Regions from separate parts of the Sus scrofa genome. Here all the other regions are linked to region 1. A link is a contact called in public promoter capture Hi-C data. All regions are on one chromosome and are shown on one strand. The core of a region is the stretch at or near the end of the contact, and the rest is flanking DNA. Distances in the headings are between cores, read along the strand shown.

What was found. Promoter capture Hi-C pulls out the DNA fragments that hold promoters and counts their contacts.
Region 2: a promoter capture Hi-C map of liver shows a contact between it and region 1, with 2.3 times the contacts expected there. The contact joins the promoter of OGFOD3 here to the promoter of TBCD in region 1. A contact is called at or near these places in 1 of 5 promoter capture datasets (liver) and 1 of 47 Hi-C or Micro-C datasets (fetal liver).
Region 3: a contact with region 1 is called in a promoter capture Hi-C map of fetal liver, with 3 times the contacts expected there. The contact joins the promoter of FOXK2 here to the promoter of TBCD in region 1. A contact is called at or near these places in 2 of 5 promoter capture datasets (fetal liver and liver) and 1 of 2 datasets of contacts at active chromatin or transcription factors (alveolar macrophages).

Annotation. Positions count from the first base shown.
Region 1 is chr12:447,241-451,286 of Sscrofa11.1, reverse strand. TBCD (tubulin folding cofactor D) reads left to right here and starts at 1,912. Exons shown (of 40, transcript NM_001244105.1): 1 at 1,912-2,119; 2 at 3,188-3,238. The coding sequence starts at 1,912. FN3K (fructosamine-3-kinase) reads left to right here. Exons shown (of 6, transcript XM_003131131.5): 6 at 413-860. The coding sequence ends at 751.
Region 2 is chr12:675,018-679,063 of Sscrofa11.1, reverse strand. It overlaps OGFOD3 (2-oxoglutarate and iron-dependent oxygenase domain-containing protein 3), which reads right to left and starts at 1,918. Exons shown (of 9, transcript XM_003357915.5): 1 at 1,712-1,918. The coding sequence starts at 1,785. It overlaps HEXDC (hexosaminidase D), which reads left to right and starts at 1,111. Exons shown (of 13, transcript XM_021066340.1): 1 at 1,111-1,331; 2 at 2,885-2,933. The coding sequence starts at 1,277.
Region 3 is chr12:613,432-617,477 of Sscrofa11.1, reverse strand. It overlaps FOXK2 (forkhead box protein K2), which reads left to right and starts at 1,832. Exons shown (of 10, transcript XR_001304367.2): 1 at 1,832-2,259.

The DNA.
Region 1 (4,046 bases), core at 663-3,162:
CCCACAAAAACCCAAAAAGACAGAACTTGCAAATCAATTCAGGCTGAGCACGCATTCATGGAATTTTAACTCACTATTGAAGTAATCAGGCTACAAAAGAGGTGCTGGTGCAAGTGTGCCGTGAAACGAAGGAAGAGCAAGAACGTTTGCTAAGTTACTGAAGAACAGAACGCCACGCAGGTGATACGGCTCGTATCGCACACGGCAATAACGCCATCACCTCTGAAGTTCTTCCCTGGATGGAAATCATTAGCACTGTAGAACTTCTGGACCTAAATCCCTAGTACACGCGGAGACAAAATCACATCCCCCTGGAGCCGGAGGTCCTTTTCTCTGGGCTTGGTGGTCGGACCCTGAACATACCTTGTTGCCAGGCCCGGGGTAACTCTGTGTCCCATAATTATTTCCTTAGGTGAAGATCCCGGATCTGTTTTGTGGCCTAGAGATTGTCCCCGCCCTTCTTCACGGGGACCTCTGGTCCGGAAACGTGGCGGAGGACGACTTGGGGCCCGTCGTGTATGACCCGGCCTCCTTCTACGGCCACTCTGAGTTCGAACTGGCCATTGCCTTGATGTTCGGGGGTTTTCCCAGGCCCTTCTTCACCGCCTACCACCGGAAGGTCCCCAAGGCTCCCGGGTTTGACAGGCGGCTGCTGCTCTACCAGCTCTTTAACTACCTAAACCACTGGAACCACTTCGGGCGGCAGTACAGGAGCCCGTCCCTGGGCACCATGCGGAAGCTTCTCAAGTAGCAGCCGGCTCCGTCCCGTCCCCGCTCAGGCGCCTCGCAAAGCTGGGGCCGCAGCGCCGGAGGGACTTCAGGACAATAAAGCCCTTGGGGTCTCGGGGATGGAACCGCGTGCTCGGCTTCACCTGTGTCCTCCTTGCAGCTGGGCTAACTTAGGGGGGCCCAGACCACCTGAAAGGTCTCGGACAGGCTCATGGCCTATCCATCTTGCGGAACGTGGAGTTGGGTCCTTTCATGACAGTTGTATAGAAATGCACACAGGTTTGGGGTTCGCTTAGGCGGAAGTTGGTGTCGCGTCTCTCTGTGGATTCCTGTTTCTGGCTTAGGGAGAACTGGGGACCACAGGATTGGCCCAGCGCAGCATCCCGGGGTCTGAGCGGGGCTCCTAGGCCACCCTTACTGAGGTGGATGGTTGGAAAGAAGCTCCCCCCCCCGCCCCCGCGCGCGCCCCATTCGCAGCTGGTGTTCTGCTGGACGGAGGGGGGTGGAGGGGGCGGGAGCCTTGGTGGGGGGTGTGCCTTGACGGGTGCCTGGGGCGGTGGGGTGTCTGGGGTGTCCGGGGTGGTCGGGGTGTCCGGCTGTCACCGTGGAGGGGCGAGACTGCGGGGCACCGGGCACACCCAGAGTGCATCTCTGAAGCCTGCAGCCGCACCGTTCTCACTTCTCCCGGATCACCAATTAGCTCCTGGCATCACCAGCGCCCGACGGCCTCTTCTCTGGAAAGTGCACTGCCTAGCGGCGTGCACCTGCGCCTGAAGACGGCTTTGCTGGAAGGCCGCCACACACAGACACAGAGACACACACAGACACACACACACACAGACACACACACACGCGACCGCGGCCACGCAGGGACGCAGTGCGCGTGCGCGGGGAAGGGGGCGCGGCCCGTCTGAGGTCCGGTCCTCTGGGCCCCGCCCCCACACCGGCCTGGCCGCCCCCCGCACTATTTTGGCGGCCGGCGCGCTCCGTAGCGGGGCCTGCGCGCAAGGTCGGAGGTCGCGGGGCGGGGCCTGCGTCGTTGCCGCCTCCTCCGCCTCAGCTGGGAGCGCGCCTCGCCGCCCGCGCCTCACGCCTGGTGCTCCGCGCCTCACGCCCCTGCCCCGCGCCCAGCGCCCCCGCGGAGCCAGCTGCGAGGTCGCGGGTGCCTTTCGGCCGCGGAGGATGGCCTTGAGCGAGGAGCTGGCCCCGGGCGCCCCGGCGGACGTGGCGGAGGACCGGGCGGAGGATGCGGCGGAGGATGCGGCGCTGGCCCGCGGCGCCGCCCTCGAGTCGTTCGGAGAGAGCGCGGAGACGCGGGAGCTGCTCGGCCGCCTGCCCGCGGTGCTCGGCGACCGCGCGGCTCGGGAGGGCGCCCTGGAGCGGTTCCGGGGTGCGTGCGGGTCGGGGGAGGGAGGGGGCGCGCAGGTGCCCCGAGCGCCCGCGCCGGACCCGCTCCTTTCTGCGCCCGGAGACGGCGCGCGCGGACCCGGGGCGCCGGTCCTCCGGGCCCACGTCCCGCAGTGGGGCAGCGAGGGGTGGGCCGCCCCGCCCTGTGCCCCGGCGCTGGGGCGGTCGCGCAGCGCAGTTCCTCCGAGTCGGCGGTGCGGGCTGCGCGGGAGCCGGAGGGGAGAGGCGAGGCCGAGCGGGTGTGGGGCCGCCGCCCGAGCCGTTAGCCGCAGACCCGCCGCCCGGCCGAGCAGCGCCGTCGGGATGGCGGATCGACCCGCGCCTCAGAGGTTGAGGGTCGGTCTGGATTCTCCAGGTGTAGACAGAGCCTTGGAGCCGACCCACAACGTCCGAACGATTTCTTAGGATTCCCTGCTGAGGTGGCTAAGCAGGGTTTTGTGATTCAGTAAAACCGTCTTCGAGGGCCTCTTTCACTAAAGCAATTTCTTCGCCTTCTGCTTTCCGGGCTTTGTGATGACAGTTCTCACCTGGGAGAGGGACAGCCCCTTGCCACCTGGGCTGGTGGCTTGATTGCTCTGAGTCTGTGTCTCCGGCTGTCCCCGGGGTTGGCACCGGCGGTACCTCGTGCGGGCCCACGGGCTGTCCCAGCCTGGGGAGCGGTCAGAGGAGGACTGACCGTGGTCCAGACTGCTGCCGTAGGCGAAGGCACTGCTCCCATCGGATAGGAGTGAGCCCAGGCTCGGTGGAGTCAAGGAGGCCCGTGGTGCGAGGGCACCGAGGGCAGTTGCTTGGTGTGTGGGGCACTGGGAGAGTGAAGGCAGGGCAGCGTGTGTGTTTCACGGAGGGGAGAACTGGCTTGGCTGTCAGCAGGGGCAAAGGGAGGAAGGAGTGCTGGGCAGGTGGAGAGCGAGGCCAGGACATAGTGGCCCTGGGGGGGCTCCCTCGGGTGGCCTGGACTCTTGGGAGCTGCCCTGGGAGTCAGCATGTGTTTCCAGAGCACCTGTGTCTGTCTGCCTCAGTGATGTTAATCTTACCTTGTTTTTCTCTTTAGTCATAATGGACAAATATCAGGAGCAGCCTCACCTGTTGGACCCACACCTAGGTAAGAATAGAGGCTGATGGTTTCGATTTTATCAGTTACAGATGATCACAAAGGCCTTGGGGTATGCAGTGTGCGTGTGCACCTGTGTGTGTGCGCGTGCGTGCGTGCTCACCAGCAGCGGTAAACGGATGAAGTGCCCGGGTCTGACTTGGTGATGGTGGTGGGCATTCCGCATGTTCTCTTGGCTGCGGGCAGGTGTATTTGAGTTACTTGCTTCCTTGCTGCTGTTTCTTTTGCTCATCACGTGTGTTTTGGTCTGTTCATCTCTGGCACATGTTGTCACCTAGGAGCAAGTGGGTAAGTGCCTTGCTGTGTAATCGTCTTGAATCTCACTGTGTGCTTCTGTGGCGTCTGCATTTCACAAGTGGAGACCCTGAGGCTTGGGTTTCCTTGACTTTAGCATAGAGGGAATGGTCTTTCTGGTTTGTTTCTTTTGGGTCTTACTATTTTCTTTATTTTTTGCCCCATAACGCTTTTTCCCCTTTCTCTTGACCTGCAGTAGGAACACGTGCTCCTGGCGGTGAACTTGGGAAGGAGGAAGGTCGAGACAGGACCTTCAGTTGAACCCGGGACCTTCATGGGGGTGGCAGTGGGTCAGGAACCCCAGGGCTGGACCTCCCCGGTTTACGTCCCCTCCACTGCCGTGTAGCTGCTCTGTCCTGAGTTTTCTCCCTGGGGTGCCATGTCGTCAGCACTGCTGCCCCCAGGGCTGTTGAGACCTTAGACGCGTCACCCCGTGAGGCACCAGGCGTCAGTGTGTGCACACAGGTGCCTGCTGGTTTTTCTTTTTCAAGTAACAAGCGGGCTT
Region 2 (4,046 bases), core at 669-3,168, 230 kb before region 1:
GAAAGGGGAGACCACGACCACCAGAGGCCATGCCACACTCACTCACAGCCTTAAAGTGTCCCCATGCTGGCCACGGTCAGAGCCACTCACAGTCCGTCCAGGGGCACTTCCCAGCACCCCCATGACGAGGCAGGGTTCACTGTGACCTCCGAGGGCAACAAGGTGAAATGCCCGTCAGTGTCCCTCCCTCCCAGCCCGGCCCACAGAGAACCTGTGTGAGGGTCCTTGCACAGTCTGTGGCACCAATCAGGTTGCCTGCATCTAAAAACGGCCCCATACAGCCCCATGCGTGGGGTCCCGGAGCGGCGTGCGCGCACCATGCGAACTAAGTCAAATGTGAGTCAAACCAGTTTCACCGAAACCACTGGCGGCCAGAAAGAGAACACAAGTATGACAGAATGACTCGCCACCAAGACACTTTCTGTGCCCTCAGGTTAACTGCGGGAGTCACCCCGCCCCGTGGAAGTTGCGGGCGTGTCTGTGTGTGTGTGTGGTGCACACCGTGCGTGTCTGTGCTCACTTCGTGTCACGGAGCACTCGTGTGCTCTGTTACCCAAGAAACATGTGTAGGGCTTAGACGGGCAGAAATGAGAAGCCGACCCGGGAATCCTTTTATGGAGGTGCACCTTGTTCCTTCAAGTGCAAGGTCGATTCCTGAAAAGCAGGAAGGCTGCCTTCTATTTTTATACGCCCCTCCCACCTCTAACTGCTCTATAAGTAACACATGAAATCCAATTAAATGAGTCCCACGGGGCGCACAGCTCAGTCAGACCATGCTGGACAGATACCGGTCCTCTTAAACGGGGAGCATGGATGCCCAGCTCCCGAAGACCCCTTCCCCCATCCCCACACCACGGAACGGCCGTCCAGCCTCCAGCCCACCTGGCCTCCTCTTATTAGAACAAGGTGGACACCTAACTCCAGCGGGCCCATCACTTCTCTTTCCCAAGAACTCCGAAGGAGGCAGAGGGACGGCACCCCCCATCTCAGTGGCAAGGGCTGGAACCCCAAGGAGAGGTACAAAGCTGTGGGTGTTACAGTTCTCCTGGAGAGGGAGGTGCGGAGACAAGAGAGGGGGAAGAGCCTCCTGGGCCAGATTCGGATGCAACACCCCCCTGAGGGGGTGGGGCCTCTCCTCAAAACAAGAACCCAGCCCTGTTCAGGGTTAGCGGGCTCAAGCTGTACCCTGAGAATTCTGCCAAAACAGAAGGGAATTGGGAGTAAGGTCCACGGCCCCTGGGGCAAGCACGACTACGCGGTGATTTATCCTGGAAGGATGAAGATACGCCCTGGCTCTGAAAGCTTTCGGCAGAATCCTCTCCAAGGCTATGGTGAGATCATTTATTCATTCAGCGGGCCACCCATCGGTGAACCCTCGTGTGCACAGCCCTAAGGAAAGCCCAGCGACCAGACGAGGGGGGCCTCACGACCGCTGTCCCCGTCCAGGAGGCGCGGCGTGGAGCCCGCGATACACATGCGGAAAGCGGTCAGGGACGGTCCCCCCACGGGCAGCCCCCGCCCTCCGGCCAGGCCTCGCCCCTCTCGGCTCCCGGTCCGCTCAAGGACATGCCACGCCCCGGCGGCAAGGCCACACCCACGCCGCCGCGACGTCCCAGGGAAGGCCCCGCCCACAACCCGCCGGGAAGGCCCCGCCCCTCCGCCCTGGCCACGCCCACGGGCCGCCCGCGCGCTCCCCCCCGCTGCCCGGTACCTGTTCGGGCGCCCGCGCTCCGCCGCCCCGCAGCCCTCGGGCCCCTTGGGCGCGCCCCTCCGCTGAGGTGCCATTGGCCGGGCCGCCGCAGCGCTGTGCGGAACGCGGGATCCCCCACGAGCCCGGACGAGCGCCGCGAGAGGCAGTGCGAGGCCGGCGCGGCCGCGGACCCGGAGCGACGCGCTCGGCTGTCGACCTCCGGCCTGTTGGTCAGGCCGGAGCAATCGGAGGCCGAGCGCCGAGCGGTGCGGGGCGGGGACCTGAACGCCGACCTGGCGCGCACTCTGCAGTGCACACCTGCCCGCTCCACGGAACCGGACGAGCTTCTGAGCCTTCTCTGAAGTGTGTCCTCGCCCTGCCGTGCGCACTCTCCCGGGGTCTCCGGTCCAGGTCCAGCTCCCCAGGGGTCTCCAGGCCTCTCCCGGAGGGTTTCCAGGCCCCTCTCCCTGGGCCCGTGCCGCATCTGAGGACCCTGTACCCATTTGGTGCTTTGTACACCTGCATCTCTAAGGACTTGCTGCTTTGGGTTTGTGTTTGTTTTTTAATTTTATGGCTGCACCCAATTTTATGGCATATGGGGATTCCCAGGTCAGGGACTGAATCCGAGCTGCAGCTGCGACCTACCTGCAGCAAGCAGGACCCTTTTAACCCACTGCACAGGGCATGGAATCAAACCCGAAGCCTTGGAGCCACTTCAGTGGGATTCTTAACCCACTTCACCGCAGCAGGAATTCACCTGCTGCTTTGTTTACAGCTTTCAATTTCCCTAGAGAACCTTCCATCCAGTGGGCAAGACGTAAGCTCTTAAGGAGCCCTGTCAGGATACCTAAAATTCTGAAAGAGTGGAATTAGCAGGGAGGTTCATTCATGAAGGTTAAGTCTGAAGAAGGTGAGTAGTTTACTGGTACAGGGGGAAAAGAAAACCTTCTTAGACTCATTGGACAAGAAAAGAGATCAGCCCAGCAGTCCTGAAACTGGGGCAATCAGACGCCATCTCATGGCAACTTACCTAGAAGGGACAGTTGTGGGCCTAGCGGGTCGTCTAAGAACAGGGGTGACAGTTGACAAGTCTTTGAAATAGTTTCATTTCTGTAGAACTCATGGAGGAGGGACTCAAAGCAATGGAGCCACACACACAGAAGATGGAGTACTGACTTCTCCCTCTTCCTCTAGGTTTGCAGCACCTCACGCTGGTAAACAATTCCAAGTGCATCTGCTGCAGGTAAGACGTCTGCGTTCATTGCTACCCCGGGGCTGCAGGAATGACAGGATTTCTCTCTGAACCCGAGGAGGCTCACAGGGCAGGCATGCAGACTTCTCAGCTCGGGAGTTCCCATTGCGGCTCAGCGAAAACGACTGACTAGTATCCATGAGGACGCAGGTTCAATCACTGGCCTCGCTCAGTGGGTTAAGGATCCGTCGTTGCCATGGCTGTGGCGTAGGCCAGCAGCTACAGCTCTGAATCAGCCTCCTAGCCTGGGAACCTCCATATGCCCCGGGCGTGACCGTAAAAAGACAAAAAAAAAAAACCAAAAAAAACTTCTTAGCTCGCATGTTTTCCTTTTAATTTGATTCCCTGGAAAATAGATTTGGTTTTTTAAAAAGTAAAACAGTTCATCCTCAAAACGTTGCAGCTTTTTAAAGTGCTTTGTCTTAAATTCATTCAGTCCTCAGCTCATAATTTAGTTGACTTAAGAATTTTCTCATTGAGATTATCTTGAATGCAAATTTTTTTTTTTTTAATTAAACTGGAGTTCCTGCCCTGACGCAGCAGGTTAGAAATTTCTACTGCAGCGGCTTGGGTAGCTGCGGAGAGGCAGGTTCAACCCCTGGCATGCTCAGTGGGTTAAAGGATCTGGCGTTGCTGCAGCTGTGGCTCGGATTCAATCCGTGACCCAGGAACTTCCATATGATGTGGGTGCAGCCATAAAATTAAAAAAAAAAATCCAACGGATTCATTTCTGTGTGCATTATGTTATCTTCTTGCTGTATTAAGGTCAGGGATTTATGAATTCTTGCACAGAATGAGTAGTTTGAATTACTGAGTTGAATATGTGACCAATATACAACGACTTTCTTTCTTTTTCTCATCTAATCCTTTGTGTTTAGTGACGGGAAAGAAGAAGTCCTTGTTTCCCAGCTGCTTTGCTTAGGTATCCTAGGGATACTTCCTTTAATGTACACTAGTCAGCACGGACAAATCTTGGGACTCATTTGTTTGTCACATTATCAATGGTCTATTTTGAATCCTAGACTTTTTTCTCTGACCTAAGATAAATTTTTGCAGTTTCTTTCTCCGTACAACCAAGCTGACTCAAGTTCTAGAAACAGAAGT
Region 3 (4,046 bases), core at 583-3,082, 170 kb before region 1:
TGAATTGTAGCTGCAGCTGCCAGCCTATGCCACAGCCACAGAAATGCAGGATCTGAGCCTCATCTGAGATACACACCACAGCTTGTGGCAATGCTGGAACCTCAACCCACTGAGCAAGGCCAGGGATCAAACCCACATCCGCATGAATACCAGTCGAGTTCATAACCCCCTGAGCCACAGTGGGAATCTTGTGTCCTTTTTTTAGATTCCACATATAAGTGAATCATATGTTTGTCTTTCACAGTCTGACTACAATTAGTGTGACAGTTTCTAATTCCATCTAGATGCTTTCTTTTGAGACCTTTTTTTTCTTTTCTTTTCTTTTCAGGGTCGAACCCATGGCATATGGAGGTTCCCAGGCTAGGGGTCCAATTGGAGCTGCAGCTGCCGGCCTACACCGCAGCCACAGCAATGCCAGATCCAAGGCTCATCGGTGGCCGATATCACAGCTCATGGCAATGCCGGATCCTTAACCCACTGGGAGACCTCAGGGATCCAACCTGCATCCTCATGGATGCTAGTCAGATTCATTTCTGCTGAGCCACGATGGGAACTCCTGTTTGGTTGTTGAATGAAAGGTTTCCCCACTCACCACTTCCGTACTTGTCTCAACAACACCTCAAATTTCTCCCATGTATATATATATATTTTTTTTTTGGGGGGGGGTGTCTCTTTAGGGCCACAGGTGGAAGCAACCTGGGCTCCCAGCCACATTCGCCCTACTACCACAGCTCATAGTAATGCCGGGTTCTTAAACCCACCGAGCGAAGCCAGGGATGGAACCTGGGTACCAGTCGGTTCATTACTGATGAGCCACAAAAAAAACTCCTATAAATGAGTATTTAACGAAACTACCTGTGTTCTGCCCAGGACATTCTGCCACACTTAGGGTTTAAAGCCGAGTGAACCCTTAGGCGTTTGTAGTATAACTGCAAACATACATGCAAATGAGACAGGTAGGTGTTGCACTCGGAAGGCCAGTTAATTCGCATTTCTTTAGAATGGCCTTTTAAGGAGAACCCTCACAGACGGGCTGTCAGAGGAGCCAGATCAGCCTGCCGCCCTGAGGCCCCACGCTCCTCCCCACGGACACTTCCCGAGCCCCCGTGGACCCTCCCCACGGACCCTCCGTGCAGACTTTCTCCATTCTCCTCCGGGGGACCCTCCCCACTTCCCTCCCCGCGCCCCCGTGGACCTACCTGGCGGACCTTCCCCGCAGACTTTCCCCACTCTCCTCCCTACTCCCCTCCCGACTCCCGCCGCGCCCCTCCCGGCCGCCCCGCCGACACGCATCATGGGGTCCCTCAGACACTGCAACTGTAGAAGTGCCTGGATTTCGCTCGGCTGGCAGCACGCGGCTCCCGCCACGCTCGAGGATGCACGCGTGACAGCAGCGGCAAAGCTCGGCTCGGGGTGCGAACATGCTGGGGCGCTGGGGGAGCCCTGCCGCCACCACCTGCGCCGACCTTGACCCGCCCCCGGCCCGGCCCGGCCCGAATCCCGCCCCGCCCCCCTCCCCGAGCCGCGCGTCCGCACGGCGGCTCCGCGGCCGCCCCGCTCCGCCCCGGGTTTTCGAGGCCGCCCGGAGCCGCGCCTGCGTCGGGCGCCGCGGCCGACGTGCGGCCGCACGGCCGGCGTGCCTCGCCATTGGCCGCCGCCGGTAGCCCCACTGCCGTGCGCCGCCCCCATAGGCTGGCCCGCCCGTCAGTCACGGGCCCGGGGCCGGCCCGCGGCGCGCCGCGCGTGTCCCGCCCCTCGCCGCCGCTCGTCGCTCGCCGGCCGGCGGCCTCGCTCGGCCCTCAGCTCCGTGGCGGCGGCGGAAGGCGGCCCGGGCCCTCGCAGGCCCATGGCGGCGGCCGCGGCGCTCCCGGGCGCGGGCGGGCCTCCCGCGGGCGGCGGGGCCGGGGGCGGCGGGGGCGCGGGCGGCGGGTCCCCGCCGGGCGGCTGGGCCGTGGCGCGCCTCGAGGGCCGCGAGTTCGAGTACCTGATGAAGAAGCGCTCGGTGACCATCGGGCGCAACTCGTCGCAGGGCTCGGTGGACGTGAGCATGGGCCACTCGAGCTTCATCTCTCGGCGCCACCTCGAGATCTTCACGCCCCCGGGCGGCGGCGGCCATGGCGGGGCGGCCCCGGAGCCGTCGGCGCAGCCCGGGCCCGACGCGGGCGGCGACTTCTACCTGCGCTGCCTCGGCAAGAACGGCGTGTTCGTGGACGGCGTGTTCCAGAGGCGCGGGGCGCCGCCGCTGCAGCTGCCGCGCGTGTGAGTGGGCCGGGCCGGGGCGCGGGCGGGCGGGCTCGCTCGGAACCCAGCCCGACCCCGGGCCCAGGCCTTGTGCGTCCTGCCCACAGCCGGCACCGGATGCGGCGTCTGGCCGCGTTGGTCGCCCGCCCGACCCCGGCCCCAGGGCCCCGGCCCCCTCCCTGCGTGGGACCCCGCCCCCGCCCCCGCGCGGGAGGCTCGGGCAGTGTCCACGTGGGCCGAGGTGTCTGGGGTTCAGTGCGTTCCGGGAGTTTGTGTGCAGTTTTCTTAACTAGCGTGTAGGTCGTGCGGAACAGGGGCGTTAGACTGGTTGGTGGGGGGGCCCCGAACTGCAATCTGTACCTTCCTGAGCGGTGACCGGTGGCCGGCTGGCTGGTACTTCCTTTTTGTTGTGCGTGTTTTCAGTAGTGTATTGTTACAAGAGTTTTGGGGTTTTTTTTAAGCTGCAAGGACTTCTTTTTTTCATCGTATTTTTCGTAGCTTAAAAATTGAAAACTCTTGAAACGGGGTGAATTTTTAAATCTGTGCTCTGAACTTGAAAATTTTGGGGAAATGGGGTACTTTGAACATAACTTTTTGAAAAAGTCACTTGATTATTAGAAACTATTCTAAGGTCTTGTGGAGTATAATTAAGCGAGCTTCATGAGGAACTGTCAGTTTGGCTGCAAAGCGATTCAGCTTGGTTCTGTGGTTTTGTGAAGTTATCATTTAGGTTGCTTGAGAAACAAACTTACTTTCTAGGAAATGCTAGTTACTCCTCAAGGGACTTCCTAGATTTTTCCCAGTAGAACCTTCTCCACAAACTGGAATTTTTAATTGCTTTCAGTTGTTGGAGATGCTGATAAGAGCTGTTGCTTTTCTCTGTTCCTTGGCTGTTGAACATGTGTGCTGTGTTACTGCTTAGCCTGCAAAGCTGCACCAGCTAGTTCCTGAAACCATGATGGGAGCAAGTTAAAGAATGTGATTTTTCAAACCAGAAAGCTGTTCGTGTGTGTTTACACTGTAAGAGATGTAAAGTCAATGGTAGGGGCCCGACAGCTGTCTTTTGACGGTTTGTTGTTTACAAATAACTTGACGTCACGGAAAGAGTGTTGTATTTTTACTCTGAGAGTTTTGAGGTTTTTAAAGAAAATCCTCTTATAACCGTTCAGTGAAAACCATTTGTGTTAACATTTGAAACATGGAAATACGTTGACCTTTCTCCTAGGGTGAAGAATTCTGGTTTTCTGAGGGTAGAGTGAGCCTTACAGAAGAGATGAGGAATAGAGGTGGGGGTAGCGGCCTTGCCTCTGGCCTTCATCTCCAGCTGGTACACGGGCAGGAGTCGTTTGGCTTATGGGCCTGGGAACCTCTGCTCACATTGATAGAGGGGAGTGTCCCCCCCGCCCCCCCGTTCGGCGTGGATTTTGCAGCACTTCCTTTTTTTTCTTTTTGTCTTTTTGCCATTTCTTGGGCCGATCCCAAGGCATATGGAGGTTCCCAGGCTAGGGGTCTAATTGGAGCTGTAGCCTCCGGCCTACACCAGAGCCACAGCAATGTGAGATCCAAGCCGCGTCTGCGACCCACACTACAGGCAACGCCAGATCCTTAACCCACTGAGCAAGGCCAGGGATCGAACCCCATGGTTCCTAGTCGGATTCGTTAACCACCGAGCCATGACGGGAACTCCAGCACTTCCCTTTTGGTAAGGAGTTGTTTCCAAATTGTTGGTGTAGGGTGGTAATAGATACAGGTTAGTGGAAAAACTGTGTGAAGACAATTGGTGCTAGCTAAATGTAGTGAAATTG